Linked DNA regions of Manis pentadactyla: region 1 is linked to region 2. A link is a contact called in public Hi-C data. All regions are on one chromosome and are shown on one strand. The core of a region is the stretch at or near the end of the contact, and the rest is flanking DNA. Distances in the headings are between cores, read along the strand shown. Region 1 holds the start of MXD1 (MAX dimerization protein 1). Region 2 holds the start of PCBP1 (poly(rC) binding protein 1).

Evidence for each region. A called contact is a pair of places that touch in the nucleus more often than the background predicts.
Region 1: a contact with region 2 is called in a Hi-C map of skin fibroblasts, with 3 times the contacts expected there. The contact joins the promoter of MXD1 here to the promoter of PCBP1 in region 2. A contact is called at or near these places in 2 of 3 Hi-C or Micro-C datasets (fibroblasts and skin fibroblasts).

The regions. Positions count from the first base shown.
Region 1 is chr2:176,769,870-176,776,771 of mManPen7.hap1, forward strand. MXD1 (MAX dimerization protein 1) reads right to left here and starts at 1,323. Exons shown (of 5, transcript XM_057497108.1): 1 at 994-1,323; 2 at 129-228. The coding sequence starts at 1,066. It overlaps SNRNP27 (small nuclear ribonucleoprotein U4/U6.U5 subunit 27), which reads right to left. Exons shown (of 9, transcript XR_008995807.1): 8 at 5,992-6,196; 9 at 4,965-5,247.
Region 2 is chr2:176,619,408-176,625,727 of mManPen7.hap1, forward strand. PCBP1 (poly(rC) binding protein 1) reads right to left here and starts at 2,351. Exons shown (of 1, transcript XM_036908278.2): 1 at 695-2,351. The coding sequence starts at 2,116. The coding sequence ends at 1,046. LOC118923961 (a long non-coding RNA gene) reads left to right here and starts at 3,049. Exons shown (of 8, transcript XR_008995813.1): 1 at 3,049-3,866; 2 at 4,276-4,364; 3 at 6,259-6,320.

The DNA of each region.
Region 1 (6,902 bases), core at 73-2,572, 150 kb after region 2:
TATACATTACTGAATCATGATAGTCACTTAATTTACAGGGTTATAATTACAACAGGCAACTTCCATTCTGCAGTTTGTGTCATTTGCAGTATAATCTAAAAGAGAAAGAGAAATATTTACCAAATTACCTGCTACTGCTGTTATTCTTCTTGGATTTGTTCCTCCGTTTTAAGGCATCTCTGTCCTTGTTATTGTATGGTAACATGGAGGCATAACCATGTTCAGCTTCTAGAAAACCGGAGGATCCAGTTAATGAATGAGCCCAAAACACTCAATACTCTTTCCCCTACACAGTATTTCCTTTTCAAAATGTACTTATTTTTCATTAAAAGAATAATGTGAAAATAAACGGAGCAACGTGGAATTCTTAGAACAATGACTGTTTTTTAAAATTGTGCGAACACCCTCTGTTCGGAGCAGGTGTAAGGAGCATTCTAGTTGCTCATTGTTGAGAAAGACACATAAGTCGCCAAGCTCATGGAGCCTGGGTTTCCCGTTGGCAACGTCCAGCAGGTTGGTGTGTGTTAAGTGGGACCAGCTTCAGGCGAAGATGCTAGGCAAACACCGGGAGTCAGGGTCGGGGGTTGCGGGGCCGTACAGGAGAGGCGCTGCTCCTCCAGCAGGCCCACGTAGGGGCCGGCCGGGGCAAGCCCCGCTGAGGTAAACCAAGGGCCTGGCTGAGCGGTCCCCGGGCACCCCACTAGCCACGGGGTGAAGGGAAGAAGGGGTCACGCTTGGGACCTCGGTGGGCAGCGGCCCCTTTGCCACACTCATTCATTGCCTTTGGGGCAGCGGCAGCCTCCCAGCGGACCGCGCGTGGAGAGAACTGGAGAGGTTGGGAGCGCTCGCGGTCGCCCTCTTCGAGCCTCCAACCATCCCCAGAGTGGTTGGGAGCCCCGACCCGCGGCCAGGACCCTCAGAGCCCCGACCCGCGGCCAGGACCCTCAGAGCCCTGGCCGGGTCTCGGCCCGAACCCCTCCCGTCCCCGTGCACCTCTCTCCCGCCGCTCCAGGTAGTCGGCCGCCTCCAGCAGCATCTGGATGTTCATCCGAACCGCCGCCGCCATTCTGCACCGGGGGCCGGAGCCACGGGACCAACCCCCACTGCTCACGGGCTCACGAGCTCACCGCCGCCGGACACCCTCGCCCCGCTGTGGACCCCGCAGAACAGGGTTGAGAGAGCCTCTCCGGCGACCACGCTCGCAAGAAGGGGGAGGGGGCAGGTGAGCTGGGCACCACACACACCGTGACAGAACCCGGAGAAAAGCAGCAGCCGCCACCGTCGCGCAGTGTTTATCCCCGGCTCACCATCCCCCCGCCCCCAGCCCCTTCTCTTGACAGGCTCTCTTCGGCTGCGTTCCTCATTGGGTACCCCAAAGAATGCCCAGCCCCTGAGCTTGTCCGATTGGGAAAGGGCATCAGGGCCACGCCCCCTGGGGTCCGCTCCTCTCCCGGGTTGGTCACACTTGACAAGGCCCGGGCTGCACCCCCTCTTTCCAATTGGTGACAGTGCTAGCAACTCCGCCTCGTACTCCTTCCCTATTTTCCATTGGGTCTATACCGACAACCAGGCCCCTTCTATTTTGTTCCCATTGGCCAAAAGCTACAGAAAGCAAGCCACTTTGCCTGTTTCCCATTGGTGAAACCTTCTGAAACCTCCCAGCTACGATGACGTCACCTTTCTCCAGACCCAGAGAGCCCTGAGTGGCTGGGGGTCCCCGGCCCGGCTACTCCTCCCTGGATCTGGCATTGGCTACCGGGGCAGACCGGGAGTCGAGCAGCGCTGATTCACCGGCGGCCGCGGAACTCGGCTCCACCCTGCCCCGCCTGGGGCCTGTTGCCAGGACCTGTCCCAGGGGAAAAGTTGCGGGGCCCTGCTGGGCGCCTCTGAAGTGGAAGGTTGTTACCGCGCGTTGCCTGGGAGCTCTGCCCCACTCGGTTTCGGAACCAGAGTCCTCGGTCTGGCGGCCGCGGCTCAGAGGTTCCAGGCTTCCCGAGACGGGGACGGTAGAGGGATTTGAGTAAGTCTCCAGAAGGGAGAGCGGCACCAAAATCCCGGTGGGGGGCCGGCCTGGTGAGCCTTGAAGGGAAAAGCTTGGTCTCAGCGTTCTCTCTCGGAAAGCGCTGGAGTCTGGTGGCTGTAAGCGGCACTGAGCGCCTCCCACAAGGTACTCCCTACGCCCAGGTGCTGGCGTTACTCCCTCACGCGAGTGGGTTTTAAAGCTCAGAAACTTCCCGTGCCTACAGAATGACGCTCAGTCTCCCAGATTCTCTGACCTAAAGAGCTCTTCCAGGGTCTTTCCTTCCCCTTTAATTCTAGATGAAAACATTCAAGGATACTTCAAGATAGCTAAAAATGGTGTTTGTATCAATATAAATGTTTAAAGAACGAAACGTTTAAGGATTGTTCCTTAAGCCTATCAAGATTTATGAGATGAGAGCTATCTTGAGACCCAAGTTACATTATTAACATACTGACATGTCCACTTAAAAAAGTTGGAATAAAATTTTCGGTAAGTTGAGAACCTGAATATAGAAATGAATAAAGCATGAACATATTTCACAAACCTTTAAAAAAAAGTTTGCTGTTGCCAATATATGAAAACAATACCTTAGTATGTGTTAGGTAATTTGCCTACGTTATCTCTATAATCTGTAACAAAACCGCATTAGGTGTGTTAATTATCTTTATTTTACACGTGAGGAACCTGAGGCCCAGGGAAGCTGAATGACTTACCTCATCATCCATTTGGCTGGAGATGGAAGCTGAACCTAAATCTCTTCCACCCAGAGCCCACGCAACCAAGGCTCCCCTGCCAGTTGTTCTAAAAACAACAGTTAAGAAACATTTCCAGACTGAGTCACAAAACACTGATCCTCAAACACTGGGGAAAAAGGAGAAACTTGTATGTACAATTATGATGGGAAAATTTTAAATGTGTCCTTTTTAATGGTTGACAAATCCATTAAAATTAAATAAACTCAACAGAATTAGAATAAGTAAATGTAGTAACCCATGCTTTACATACAGGAAACTATTTTCTGATTTTATGGGTTAACTGAATCTAAAAGTTGATTTTTTTATGAAAACTAATAAATACATATACTGAAGATAAAAGTTGTCAACACAGAAATAAATGAAAATGGGGATATAAAAATTTTAAAGAGTATTTTAAAATTGCAGGTTATTTGTACAACATATTTGAAAATCGTAATGAAATGAATTATGTGCCAAAACATAATAGAGAAAACACTGATTTCATTTCAATTGTGGATTTTGTATACTTTTATATTTTCTCTTTAATTTTATTATGAATATTCAGCATGTCTATTTATTCTTTCTCCTACCCACAACTCTTTTTAAGACCCACTCTTAATTTCGTTATCATGATCCTTCACTTAAAACCATCCTGGCTGAAAATCACACATATAAAAAATAAAAAAAGGAAAAAGTTGTATCTGAGTCAGAAATAGCAAATTAATAATTTAAACACCAACAGGTTTATCTTAAACTCCAAATAAAAATGCTAAGTTATATAACAATCTGAAAATTAGATGAAAGAACGGACCCTTCCTGTTACTTTGTGGTAGTGAGGAGAAGTGATCCATTATCCAGCAACACCAACAAGAGGAATTAGTATCATGAACAACCTCAAAGGGCTTTTGGTGCCATCTACTGGAAATCAAGCAGTAACTATAAAACATTTGGTTTTGTTTTTCTAGAAATCATTTTACACCAATGTATACAATGACTAGTTAAAAAATCTGAAAGCACAGGTTTTGAAGAAAGAACTGAAAATCCTAAAACAAAGTACAAATGGTGTCCCCCAGTACCTGGTGCCTCAAAGGCATATTACATAAGTACTGACTGATAGACACAGCAGCAAAAATAAAAACTGGGAATTCCAGATTATCAGAATTTTAATTAAAAACTATGGGTAATAGCACAAACATGGGCTGACAGTAGTTTATATCTTCGAGCAGGTATCAAAATAAACTAATGGAAGTAAAAGAGAATGTTGAAAATGGGGAAGCACAAAGATATAAGATACTTGTTAGATAATCTTCACTGCCACCTTTTAGAAGCTAAGATACAGTCTCCTTTTGAGGGGCTTATACTGTGGATGGGCAGAGGATAGCATGAAAATGTCAGTGCTAAGCAGCATGCTCCTTAAATACTATGGGAATTCTGACAGATACGCCTCTTCAAAGGGTACCTCAGAGTGGCAAGGAAGACAACTTTGTAATATCATCCTTAAATGTCTAACAAGTTCCAAAATCGTGGGAATTAAAACACCCTATTTATAACTGAGTTTAATACCTCCTAACCACTATTTTCATTTTAATGAATTTTTTATTAGTTTTTGAGGAATTGATTTTGTTCTTTGAAGTAGAATAATCAGAACTGGAATTTTCTGCTTCAGTAATATCAATCCCCTTCTTTGGGCTATTTTGGATACTCCAATATCATGATTTATTAAGACATTAAGTTTTAAAAATGCTACCTTACAAAAAATTAGTCACTCCACAAATATTTGATTTAAAAAATGGCTAAACCAACAGTGGTATACACATTACACAAAATACTATACTGCAGTTTGAAAAAAAGGTAGCAGTACATTTACTACCATGGAAACCTCTAAGGCAGCACTGCATAAATAATTAAGTTATAATTATTTACATATGTACTTATTATTTGTGTAAAAAAAACCCTATTTCTTCCTTTCCCACCTTAATGTTACATATATACATGCATTGACAAAGGTCTAGAAGGGTACACCGCAAAGGATTCACAGTGAAGGGGCAACAGGACTAGGCCTGTAGGTACTGTTCAAAGGGATTTAGCTTTGTTATAATGTCTTAAAACTTTTACAGGAAAAATGTGTTCATTTATTACTTAGGTAGCTAAAGGTTAACATCCGAATCAAGGGAATCAGTCAGGTGAAAAAAGGTCAGAGAACTATATTCACGAATTCAACAAATATTTATTGATAGTGCTACACTCTGTGCCAGGCACTGTGTGTGGTGCTGGGGATACAATGGAAAACAAGACAAGAAAGCACCACTCCTCAGAGCTTGACGTCTAATGGAAGAACCAGACAGTAATAGATGAACAGGGTGTCAGGCGGTGGTAAGTGCTATATGGAAAAGGAAACTTTTACAGAGCATGTGAAGAAGCTGGACCCCTCACACATCGCTGATGGAATGTAAAATAGTGCAGTTGCTTTGGAAAACCATTTGACAGTGCCTAAAAAAGTTAAACAGAGTTACTATATGACCCAGTAATTCCACTCTTTTATATATCCAAGAAAACACGTGCTCATACAAAAACCTGTGTACTAATGTTCACAGCACCACTATTCATAATAGGCAAAAAGTGGAATCTCAATGTCCATCAACTGATGAATTATAAATAGAAATGTGGAATACCCACAGAAAAGAATGTTATTTGGCCATGAAAAGGAATGAAATGCTGATACATGCTCCAATATGGATAAACCTTGAAAATATGCCAAGTGAGAAAAGCCAGACACAAAAGGCCACATACTGTATGATTCCATTTATATGAAATGTCCATTTTATATGACAATGTCCACAGTAGGCACGTCTTTAGAGACAGAAAATACATTAGTGGTTTCTGGGGTGGTGGGGTGGAGGTGGGCAGGGAGGGAGGAGGAGTGATTTGTTAATGGGTATGGGTTTTTTTTGGGGTGATGAAAATATTTTGGAGTTAGTGATAGATACATAATTCTGAAAATATATACTAAAAACCACTGAAATGGTGTACTTTAAAAGGGTGAATTTTATCTCCACTTTTTTAATGTTAAAAAAAGTAAAACAGGGTAAAGGGACAGAGAAGGAGGGAGGTCCCTATTTTGGATAGGGTGGTCAGTAACATAAAGAAGCTACTCATGCAAATCTGGGAAGTGTTTGTGGGGAGGACTATCCCGGATGAAGAGCAAGTGGGAAGACTCTTGAGGTAGACTCATACCTGTTTTCGAGAAACAGCAAGGAGGCCAGCAGTGTGGCTGAGCACAGTAGCAAGAGGGGGGAGGTTGCAGCAAGCCAGGGTCCAGACTGTCCAGGGTCCAGCCTTGCAGATCACAGTAAGGACTGGACCTTCTGTAAGTGACAGAAAACCACCACCAGAGCCAGAGGCAATGTAACCTGATGCACATTTTAAAAGGACCACTCTGCTGCCGGGTGGAGAATAAACCGAAGAAGCAAGAGAAGGAAGGAGACCTATTAGAAGCTATTGCAGACCAGGCGAGAGATGGCTTACTTATAGGTAGTAAAAGATGGTTGGATTCAACATATAGTTGACCATTGAACAATGCAGGGGTTAGGGCACCAACCTTCCACAGAGTAGAAAATCTGCATGTAACTTTTGATTCCCTAAAAGTTAATTAACAACCTACTTGACCAGAAGCCTCACTGGTAACTAAAGTCAATTAACACATATTTTGTATGCTATATGTATTATATACCATATGTGTATTCTTACAATACAGTTAGCTAGAGAAAACGTTTTTTCAAATTGTTGCAAATCTCCCCCAAATTTTCCAATATATTTACTGAAAAACATCTGCATGAGTGGACCCACCAGTTCCAACCTGTGTTGTTCAAGGATCAACTGGAGTTCAAATAACCATAATATATACATTACATATCTTACAATTTTATGTCAATTATACACCAATAAATCTGAAAACAAAAAAACAATGTGGTTGGAGTCAAAAAATTATACTGAGATTAGAGTCAAAAGGATTTGCTAATGGATTGGATGTGGGGCATGAAATAAAGAGAGGAGTCAAGGATTTTGGTCTAAGCAAAGGATTGAATTCAAGGGTCATTTACTGAGATGGTAAGGCCTCAGAGAAGAATGCACAGGGAAATGAGAGT
Region 2 (6,320 bases), core at 1,101-3,600:
AAGAATTAGAAGCTGGGCCTCTTTTGTTTCTGGATAGGCCATTTGGCAGGTGTAATAACATCCTCTGACAGGCTGCTTGCCACAGGTGCATGCTTGCCACGTGCACGCCACTACCATCCCCCATTCAGTCCTGTTGCCCAACCAAGACCCCTATCCCTTCCACCACCCATACCAGTTGCCCTCTTCCAAGCCCCCCCCACCTCACATCCCTCCCTTCCTCCCCCAGCCCAGCCTTCCCCCACCTCTGCTCTGGGTCCCCCAAGCTCCTCCCACCTCAGAACATTTTTTGTTCCTGGCTGAGTTTTCCCTGTGAGCCTGGGGGTGGGGGTGGTCAGATGGGAGGACACACTGCCATTCATCAAAGCCCCTCCCAAATGGGCACACTTTTTTCCCACCTGAGATCCTAGTTTTCTACCAGAGAAACGGGCACAGGCCTCTCTCTGGAACTTGGCCGGTGGGCTGTCACTCTCCAGTGGAGAGCCCGTCTCTGCGAACAACCCAAAGCAGGCCTAGCCTGCCATGTTCCTTTGTTGGGACAGAGAAGGAATGGAATCTTATTAATAAGGTGACAGGGGCTCGAGAGAATACCAAGGATGGGCTCACCCTTTTCCCTACCAGCACCTAACACTAAAAAGGGAAAGAAAAAAAAAGCACCAACAGTTTATCAGTTCCCAGCTTTTTCAAATATGAAGCGTTTTTTTTAACCAATCCGTTTTTTAATTTTTAAATTCTTGACATTACAGAGCTAAACTGAAATTTATTAACATTCCACTCTTAACATTTCTTATCGACAAACAGAAATAAAATTCATGAGCCAAAAAACCCAGAACAAAACTAAAAACAGGGAAAAGCTTATAAAACTAAATATGGATCCCAGCATTAACAGCTGAACAGAGAATGTGATTTTTAAATTCTTAGCGGATGATAAAGTTGTGTAGAAACTGAACACTTACAAATTATTTAAAACCTGGAATCACTGACCAGAAATTACACAGTTGGATCACGGGAAAACAGCAGAAAGGGTTATGAGAGAACCTACACTGTTCTAACTGCACCCCATGCCCTTCTCAGAGGAAAGCCTGGCATTGATTAGATATTGAGCCAGACTAATACTGGCAGCAGAACCAGTGATAGTAACCTGCCTACCAGAAGAGCCTTCCACTGGGTTGGCAATTTTAATCTGCGCCCCGGACATCTGGCGGATCTCATTAATGTTGGCGCCTTGGCGCCCGATTATGCAGCCAATTAAGTTATTTGGAATGGTGAGTTCATGGGTGGTTTGAGTAGATGCATCCAAACTTGCCCAATAGCCTTTCACCTCTGGAGAGCTGGAGTCAATTCCGGCGAATCCGGTCCCGCCGTGCATCATGGCAAAGTGAGACTGTTGTCTTGCCACCTGGTTCAGCTTGGCCAGATCGAGCGGAGAAATGGTGTGTTGTCCTTGAATCGAGTAGGCATCTAGAGGTGGTCCCTCCAGGTCATGGGTGGCATGGGGGTAGCCCGCAGCGTCGCTGCACCGATCTTGGCCGCCCGCGCAGATGACCGGAGAGCTGGCCGGCATAGGCTGGTACGGAATGGTCATGACTCTCCCTTGCGGAGACTGGGAGAGCGTCTCCAGCATGACCAGGCAGATCTGCTTGACACACTCGGTGACAGACTGCGGCACGCCAGCAATGGTGATGGCCCGCTCGGTCGAGTTGGGCAGCATATCCCCCGCCACCTGGACCTGGGCCCCCGTACTCTCGCGGATCTCTTTGATCTTACAACCGCCTTTCCCAATCAGGGAGCCGCACTGGGTGGCTGGCACCACCAGCCTCAGGGTGACCGGGGGCCGGCTGGCCGCGGTACTGTTGGTCATGGAGCTGTTGATATCTTCCTCCAGCTTGTCGATGATCATAGCGAAGGCCTTAAAGATAGCATTGGTGGGGCCGGTGAGAGTGATGATTCTCTCCGGGCAATTTCCCTCCGAGATGTTGATCCGCGCGCCACTCTCCTCGCGGATCCTCTTAACCGACTCCCCTTTCTTCCCTATGATGCTTCCTACTTCCTTTCCGTGCATAAGCAGCCGAATGGTGAGAGTCACATTTAGTCCACTTTCAGTCACACCGGCATCCATGGCGAGCAGCGGGCGGCGTTCGGGGGAGTTGGGCTCGTTACGTGGTCAAGTCTTTGGTGGCTGGCGTTGGGGGAGGGGAGGTGTAGGCCCAAAACTGCCGGCGCGAGGCGAACGAGGGCCGCGGGAGCGAGCGGGCGCGGGAGGGAGGCCGCAGCGTCGTCGCAGGGGCGGGCGGCGGCGGCGGAGGGGGCGAGCGGGGCCGGGAGCGGCGGGCGGGCGGGTGGGCGAGGGCGCGGCGGTGGCGACTCCGGCGGCAGCCTCGGCGGTCTGGGCGGGGCGGGAAGCCCGCTTTCAACTCCGCATACCCTCTGACCCCGGAAGTGCTTGCTGCGCAGGACCCCTTGAAAAAAATGAGGACCCATTTTGTTTAGGTCACAAGATTGCGCCAGTCCCGGTATGGTATTTTTTGAAAAACTTTTTTAATCATCTAACGTTGAAAATAAAGCCCCGATGGGCTGAAGCTGTGAGTCCGGCAATTTTTCAGGACGAAAAAGTATTTTATTAACCCTAACAGCACGGGCAGATGTTTGGAAACGTTAGTGTTGTGAATGGGAGAGACACACTATTTTCCCGCTCTATAAAAGAGGTTCCGGCCCAGACCGATACGGGAAGCCCCGGCGATAATTGCAGGCGGCAGCTGGGGCGCCGCGGATTTAAAACGTGCGCGTGAGGCGGCCAGGGCGCTTGCGCGAGGGTGTGGGGGGACGGGAGGGGCAGCCGCGGTCTTCCGGGGGGGAGGGGTGGCGAGGCGAGGCCCTCGAGGCGAGCGCGCGCGCGCGGGTGGGCACGTGGGGCCTCTTCGTCTCCGGCGATCGGGCGTCACCCGCCACCCCCAACCCCTTCTTCGGCCCCCGGGCGGAGGCCGGTGCAGAGAAAGACCGAAACCCACCCCGTCCTGGAGTCACGGGTCTGCTAGTGATTTCTGGGAAGTGCTAGAAACCTGGTCATAAAAAAAGAAAAAAAAGAATGGCGTCCATTTACATAATGCTTTGTTTGCATTTTGCAAGTTTCTTTGGGTTGAACCCGCAGAAATCCCTCCTCCCTGTCCTAGTGTCATCGTAGTCGCAGCCTTCCCGTCAGGCATTTAAGACAATGGCGTGTTTCTTTGGGGGGGGGCCTCACTTATTCAGGGGTGCCCAGGAGTGTTTTGGGGAGTTTCTGCGGTTTTCCCTGTTACTGTTCACTTCCCGGCTGCTGCCTTTCGCCCCCTTCTCTGCTTGGTGCAGCCGCCGCGCCCCCGCTCTTTCCGGGGGCGGCTCCTGACGGGGTCCCGCCATCTTGGAAGGCCTTTTCTGCCGGATGTCGCTGGCGCATGTTTCTCTCGCTGGGAAAAGATCGCTCGAGACGCTAGTGTGTCTGTTGTGGTTTCTGCCCATTCCCCTTTCGGTTCAGGCAGAAAAGGCCGTGTGCGCGACCTGCTTCCTGTTCCCTCAGGGAAAGCGGCTAACGGCGGTCCCCCTGTACCCGCCTCCTCTCCTTCTCTGCGGGGGTGGCCGCCATGTTTCCTAAACACAAAATGGCGGCCCGTGGCCAGGATACACCGCCAACGAAAAATTGGGGTTGCCGTGAAAGCCCTAGAATGCTCCCTTTTCCGGCCCCCTCTCCGTGCTGGCGGGCCGGGGCCTTCCCCTCCAAGCGGGTGCGCTGACCACTCTGGGATAAGACCCCGCGGGCTGTCCCAAACCTCGGGGCAAATTTTAATACATTTCCCCCCACCGATTCGAAACGGGAACGCGAATGACTGTAAAACGTAGGCATAATAACGAGTCTCTCGCTCATTTAGAATTTAATAATGGATTTGGCGGGGGGCAGTACTAATGGGTAATTTGGGCCCCCAGTACCAATCACTCAGGAATCACTGCTTTTCTAGACTTCTAGAATAGGATGTTGTGGGGAAGAGACCAAAACTGGTCTTATAAAGCTTATTTTGAAAAAAATTTCGTGAAAGGACTAGGATATCAATGACGTTTTTCACAGGCTAGCTTGCCGGTGGATCTCAGTTGACAACTGTTGTCCACTTTTGTCCAGAAGGAACAGACACATTCTGCATTTCCCAGAGCCAGGCCTTGTGCTAGCCATTTTACTGCATACGACGTTTAATTTTTACAATTCCCCTCTGAGGTAGATGTTATTTCTCTCTCTCTCTCTCTTTTTAACAGATGAATTGACTTAGGCCCAAAGAGATGAAGTGAATAATTCAAGGTCACAGTGTCCAGGATGGAATCCAGACCTTCTGATTTCCTTATTGGTGAGCATGTTTCCAAATTTTTTTGCAAGTCAGGATTTTAGAATAAATGCTATTTGAACGTCAGGTGAGCATGTCATTTGAAGAGGAACCCCTTAACCTTTTTGTATGTAGCCATCCCCTATTTGTATCTGGGGATTCTCAGTTTTTTCAGGTGTGAGTTACACTTGTAAGGTGTTCAAATGCTATTTTTTAATGAGGTGTCTGGATGAGGATAGGAAGAGGGAAATGATTCATCCCTGCCTAAAGGCCTAAGTCTCTGTCAGTCCAGCCTCTGGCACATTTGTGTCTCTCTGCCTCTGTGGGAGCAGTTTCTCTGTATGACTCATTTGCTTCCTTAGCTACCCATGGGCATGACTTCTGCCTTCCTCACCCCAATGTCTCAACCACGTAAAAATAAATAATTCTACTTTGGCGCCAAGCCTCCAGTTCTCTGCAAATATTGACAGAACGTGACAGTGTTAAATAAATCATAGTCTTGTGGACACTTCAGTTCAGTGTAACAACTTAACCTAACAGGGCTGTACAACAACAAATATGTACCTAAGCAGGGCTGTAGTTCTGTGGGTGTTAGAGATGGAGAAAAAGACTTTTTGCTGTACTACCTTACATTAAAGTTGTACATCAGACTTCACAAAGTGCTTTCACATTGCCTTATATGATCCTACAAACAACTTTGATAGATACATCACAGCTGCACTGACTATAATAGCACTGAGTGCTTACTATGTGCCAGGCACTGTTTGAAGCTTTATTTTATGTGTGAATTCAGTGGCTTTCACATTTTTAAAGCAAACCACTGTAACCAATGAATTTTACACAACTCAGAGATGTACACACATGTATAAAAGAAACAGTTCTTGTAAAACACTACATATCCTTACTACATGCAGTGTGCTCTGGTAATCTCTATCCTCTTTCTTATGTGAAAAAAGGGCACACCAAAACTAAAGTGATAAAAAACCCATTACTAGGTTATGACCAATGTGATGACAGTACACATTTAATCCTCACAGAACCTCTACAGATGGGAGTGATGTTATTTCCATTTTACAGTTATAGAGAGGTGAAGGATTTTGTTCAAGGTTACACAGCTATTAATAGGTAAATCAAAGGGTTAAATTTAATCAGTCTGAGTACAGAGCCCATATCATTAAACTCGATGTGGTCTCTGCAGAGGGCCTTGGTTTATAGGGAGACAAAATTGATTAGGGAGCTAAAAATACAGGTAAATGTTAGAAATCAGGAGAAAATCAAAGGATTACATTATATATAGTCAAGAATTATCCTGATTTGAAGCATTCTGGTCTTCTAAGTTTGCCACCTATTTATTTTCCCTAAGGAAAATTTTATACATTGGGTTTTTCTTTCCAAGACTGTCTATTTTAAACCTCTTCTGCCTAAAATATTCCCTTAGTTTCTTCATATCTGAGTACCTCTAGGGCAGTGCTTACCTCCTCAGTGAAGTGTTCCCTTTCCCGGTTGAGCCTCCTCCCTTCTTCTGGAGTCCTATAGCCCTTCCCTTGGGTAGCTCACATTTGGCTGTTGATTAGATTATAATGTATCAAGGTGTTGATAAGGTGTTGTACAGGACACAGGTGTCTTGGGTGACCCTGAGATCTGGCAAAGAGGGTGCTAGACTTAGGAATCCATGGCTGTGGCCTCTAGCTCCAGCTCTGCCACTGACTAGCTTTGGGACTTCTACAGTCTAGTTTATTTACCTGGGCCTCATTGTTTTCCCTTCTTTAAAGCAAGAGATTAAATGATCTCTAAGGCCCCTTCTAATACTTTCCAAGGAGTGATAGTATTTGATGAGCTTGGTTATTTATCTCTTGGTGGGGGAGGGTTATGTAAATATTTTACTCAATTGTGGTAAATTCTGCACTCCCTTCCTCAGACCTGCACTGTCCTGTGGATACTTGAGTGAATTCCACACCACCCATTTTACAGATGAAGCCA